Regions from separate parts of the Mus musculus genome. Here region 2 is linked to region 1. Evidence: chromatin contacts called from public promoter capture Hi-C data. All regions are on one chromosome and are shown on one strand. Each heading gives the region's core, a stretch centred on a gene start, on an enhancer-like site or on the middle of the called end of the contact. The rest is flanking DNA. Distances are from core to core; before and after follow the strand shown.

Region 1 (2,625 bases), core at 61-2,560:
CAGGTGGGCATGACTGTAGGAGATTGTCTTGATTACATTAATTGATGTGGGAAGACACAGCCCACTGTGGGAGACACCATTCCCTAGGCTTCAGCCCAGGACGGTGTAAGAGTGGAGACAGTGAGCTGAGTACAAGCATACATTTGTTCTCTCTCTGCTCTTGATTGTGGATGTGGCTAGCTGCCTCGAGGTCCTGGAACCTAGACTTCCCTATAGCAAAGAGCTCATATGGAATTATGAGCCAAATAAACCATTTTCTTCCTACGTTAGCTTTTGGCAGGATGTTAATATTACATCAACAGAAAGTGAAACTAGGCCATCCCTAAGTCAGGTCTTTTTGTACCTGCTGTGTTGTCCTAAAAGGAACAACTGTCCTCAGGAACTCACTGAACAGTGGGGTGAGAACAGCAGTGACCATGTCCCCCAAACAGGATCCTCCCCCTCCCCTGTTTCCTCTCCATTCTGCTAGCCCAGCAATCACCTTGAATGCCAATGCTAGAGTGACCATTTCCAAACCCTAAGCCCATTCCTCCTTTGCTGAGAGCTTTGGAGCCTCCCCAGTCCTGCTGCACACCCCACACTCCCATCAAGGAAAGGCATCTGGGGGGCCTGGGCATCTCAGCATCATGGGGGAGGGGGCTATTCTAAAACTCCCCTTCCCCACTTTGTAGAGCCGATCCATGCCTCATCTCCAAGCTTCAGGTCAAGCACATATGGAAGCCAAGTGGCACCAGAGAAGCCAGTACCTGAACTTCATCTTCTGAACGTTCACTCTTTAAGCAGACTCCGTAGCATTCAGACTAGACCAAGACTGGCATCCAGAGCAACCCGGCAGGGATGCAGGAAGCTTAAAGGAGTCATATGTATGCTCACACAGCTTCTGGCACACAGAAACGTTCAGCCAGCCCTAAGCCCAACTACATATCCTCAAAGAATTTAGGAAGAGGTGGTGACTATACCTCATCCCCGTGGTCTTTGCCACACACGGGACAAAAAAGAAACACTGCTGATGTGGCTCATGCACGCATATGCACACACGCACATGCTCACACACAGGCGCGTGCGCCTATTTTTAAAAGTAGGTTCAGGTAAATATAGGAATTTCTGGAGGAAGAAAGTTCTTCTCAGGTCAGGTATTCCTCAGCTGGGGCCCCCGTACAAAGCAGAACAAATGGGGGGGGATAGCCAATGAGGAAATCACTGTTTTCGCAGGGCCTTCTGCAAACCAAGCAGTCTGGCCACACGGAGAGACCAGATGATAGATCACCAAGAAAGGCAATGTGGGGCGGGACGTGCTGTCCGAGCAACACCAGGACAAGCGCAGAGCATCCCAGCCCTGGCTCCAGACTACAGCTCCCGGCATGCCCTGCACCTGGTACTCGCCCGCGGCGTGCGGAGGGAAGGATGCAGACAACGCGGCCGGCGATGAGGATGGAGGCCGGGGAGGCAGCGCCACCGGTGGGGGCGGGCGGCCGCCCCGGGGGCGGCTGGGGCAAGTGGGTGCGGCTGAACGTGGGGGGCACGGTGTTCCTGACCACCCGCCAGACGCTGTGTCGGGAGCAGAAGTCCTTCCTCAGCCGCCTGTGTCAGGGCGAAGAGCTTCAATCGGACAGGGTGAGCCCTGAGCCCGCTGACAGGGGGGTCCTGGCCCCGCGCTCCCGGGCTGTCCCGCCTGCGCGTCCCTCGGCCTCTGGCTTTCCTAGGATTCTGAGGCGGGGAGCCGAGGCAGGAGGAGGGGGAGGAAGAGGAGCCGAGAGGAATAGCTATACCCATTGCCGTGGCAACGGGACAGCACAGGCCGCAGCCATTTAGAGCTTTGGAGAGCTGCCCCAGATCCGGGACGCTTCCTTACTGTGGAGCGCTGGGGAGGGACCAACAAACCGGGCCTGCCTTACTGCCCTGGCTGACTCTTAAAGGAGTTGATGCGGCTGCTTCTCCCCGCCCTTAGGGTGTGGGCAGCTGAAGGGTACAAGGAACTAGATGGAGGAGGCCTGGGTGTCTTGGAGCTGGGCTTAATGTAGGGAAGAGCACTGGCTTTGGAGCTATCACTTGTGGGCTCACCCTGCTCTCCTGCCAAATTCCCAAATGACCAGGGAGGAATCGGGAGGAGAGGGGAACTTCCCTGCTCTCTGACTTTGGCCTCCTAGTGTGCAAGGCCTCTGGAGTTGGCTTGTCAAAGTCCCCTGTCCCCCATTCTGTGGCCCTCTTACACTGTGCCCTTGGGTGAGTCCCCTGTCCCTTGATGTCTCCGTCTTCTGTGCTGGGTTGTCCAGATCCCAGTCCTCCCTGCAGGCTGCACTTGTCCAATCAGAGTGCAGCTTCTTTGGAAACTTGCAAACATCTAGTGAATAGTGGGGTTGGCTGGGGGTGGGGGTGGGCGCGGTACACAGCCTCCAAGAGGGAAACTTTCCTAAGAGGGAAATTCACTGGGTCCTGTGCTGAGAGAGAGGTAAGGGGCCACTCAGGAATCCGGTCACCCTCTATACTCACATCTAATCCTCTGACTATGGGAGAAAGAAGCAACGCTCCAGAGGCCAGATGATTGGCTCAAGGTCACACAGCCTGGAAAAGGCAGAGGCAGGGTTCGAACCCAGATCCTTACTGCTTTCTTCCTGCTTCCTCTCT
Region 2 (2,625 bases), core at 39-2,538, 2.2 Mb after region 1:
GATAGAAGGAAGGAGAGAGAGAGAGGGAGAGAGAGAGAGAGAGAGATGCCTATTGACTCCTTCATACACACCCCTAATAACCCCAATAACCTCTGTTTCTTTATAAGAACAAGCAAAGGAGGCCACATGTTGGGAAAGGACCTCCCTCACCGCAGAGAGCATAGCAGTTCCTTTGCTTAGCCGCTCCTTTCTCGGGAGATATAGAAAAGCATTTATTTCTAGGCCTCAATTTCCTCGTTTGTGAAATGAGGGGGTTGGACTCATTTCTAAAGCTCCTTCCAGCTCCAAGTCGCTGTGCTACAAAATGAGAGAAATGTGAACCTTTGGTTGCTATGATCTGAAAATATTTTGAATGTGGAGAATCAAAATTGTACAGCAGCACACGAACAAAATAATATGTTAATGACTAAGAAGATTGTATTTAATCCAATGGGAAACAGCAGATCCTCTGGTGGTGATGGTGGTGGTGTGCACGCGCGTGTCTGTGCTCAGCTTCCTTCCTTGGGCTCAAACATGTATTTTGAATCGCTAATATAGTAATCAGGCCTCTGGCAGCCTATCAGGCCCAAACACACGCACACACCACTTCAAATTAAAATGAGGGGCAAATCCACTGCCTCCTGCTTACATCTTTGCTATTTGGGTGATTCTTTTAGGAGAAAAAAATTTTGTAGTGACGGTGTTGGTGTTGAATTGACAGCCCCTGGAGGCCTCTGATCTCAGAACTGGGACGCGTGGGCGGGAGAACTAGGGATTTCATTAGCATCTTTGCTTTCCCACACAGACTGCCCCCTACACAGTCCGACGATCTAGCCCAACAGCACACACACTTGGACCCTGAAGGCCGGAGTGGGTCAGGATGCTACTAAATTCCGCAGGCGTCCGGACTAGAACACGTGCTCTGGGCCCTGCCTGCGGGAAGATGAGGCTGTACCCGCGGGGCTGAGTCCCGAGGGTGCTGGAGGCGTAAAGGGGTCAGGTCGCCGACCTTCCCTGCACTGATGGGTCGCAGCTGGGAGGCGGGCGTGACTCAAAGGCCGCACGTGCCTCTGACCACAGCCGGGCTTTCACTTCCACGCCGACACTCTGCACCCCAGCCGGGCTAAGTAGGCCAGAGACGCAGGGCGTCGGCTGAGCCGCCCGTGAGGTCCCCGCAAGCCCTGCAGAGGCGGCGGTCCCTCTCCGCCCGACGGCCGCGCCCGCACCGGGGCCCGCGCCGATTGGCCGACTGGCGATCGCTGGGCGGGCCGAGGCGGACCTCGCGGCCAGGTGAGGCGCCCCGCCCCTCGAGCGCTCCAGGTGCGGCGGTGGGGACAGCAGGGTCCGAGCCTGGGGCCCCGGGACAGGGCTGGGGCGCCATGGCCGAGTCCCAACTGAGCTGCCTGGACGAGGCGCACGTGAACGAGAGGGTGACCGAGGCACATGCAGCTTTCTACTACTGCGAGAGGCGGCGGGCCGCGCTGGAGGCGCTGCTGGGTGGAGGCGAGCAGGCCTACCGCGAACTGGTCAAGAAGGAGCGGCTGCGGGACTTCCTCTCCAGCCAGGAGCGCCAGGCCCTCTGCGCCGCCTGGAGCCCCTACGAGGAGGCAGTCTCCAGCACCCGTGCCAAGGCTAAGGCCAAGGCCAAGGTCCCGGCCCAGCCCACTGAGTCCCTGGCCTACTGGCCAGACCGCTCGGACACCGAAGTGCCCCCACTGGACCTGGGGTGGACAGACACCAACTTCTACCGCGGTGTGAGCCGAGTCACGCTCTTCACCCACCCGCCCAAAGAAGAGAAGGCACCGCACCTGAAGCAGGTGGTCAGGCAGATGATCCAGCAGGCCCAGAAGGTAGGCCTCGGGCCCCAGTCCTGCACCAGAGGGACCCCCCACACACACACACACTCCCCTGCCTGGTCTCACTTGCGGGCCACTCTCACCATCCTCTGGGAAATGGACCCCCGCTGGCGCTCACCTTGTGCAGCTGTGATGAGACCTTTTGAAAGATGGATGTGTAAGTTCGTGGCAAAGCACTGGTTTTTCTTACTACAGTGTCTAGGTGCGCTAGCCTTGTGTTGGTATACCTCTGTCACCATCCATCTTCCTTGGGCAGTGTGACAGTTGTGAGGCCCTGTGCTAAACTAGCCACTCAAAGGGCTTGATCATGAACTATCACCAGGGATTTATTTACAAGGCGTATCCTCGGCCGTTTCCCTATTTGATCTTCACAATCGCATGAAGTTGGTAATAGCCTCCCTTCCCCTCTGGGCCAGATGAGCTTTTCTTAGGAGCCTTTCTCCCCCAAACAACCCGACTTTCCCATTATCATCCTCTCCTGGGCTTGGCACTAGAGCCCAAGCAGGCTCAAATGAATGAGGAACGCTATTTTAAGCTCTAGCAGTGGCTTGGCCCAGTGTTGGGTGCTCCCACAAAGCACTGGACCAAGCTCAGGAAGAGGCTCCTACTTTGCCCATCTGCTCTGCTTGGGTGTTGAGAGATGTTTCCAAGGAGCCTGGTTAGAATACCAGTTGGACAGCTGGCTGTGGGGTAGGTGAAAGACTAATCTTTTCCTCTGTGCCCTTGGGTACTTGGGTAGTTTCCAGATAAAATGTGGGCTATTGCATTAAATTCAAACTTCAAATAGGTC

The links. Promoter capture Hi-C pulls out the DNA fragments that hold promoters and counts their contacts.
Region 2: a contact with region 1 is called in a promoter capture Hi-C map of liver, with 4 times the contacts expected there. The contact joins the promoter of Fam83f here to the promoter of Kctd17 in region 1. A contact is called at or near these places in 2 of 39 promoter capture datasets (both in liver).

Annotation. Positions count from the first base shown.
Region 1 is chr15:78,427,254-78,429,878 of GRCm38.p6, forward strand. It overlaps Kctd17 (potassium channel tetramerisation domain containing 17), which reads left to right and starts at 1,311. Exons shown (of 8, transcript NM_001289671.1): 1 at 1,311-1,614. The coding sequence starts at 1,405.
Region 2 is chr15:80,670,559-80,673,183 of GRCm38.p6, forward strand. Fam83f (family with sequence similarity 83, member F) reads left to right here and starts at 1,289. Exons shown (of 5, transcript NM_145986.2): 1 at 1,289-1,829. The coding sequence starts at 1,359.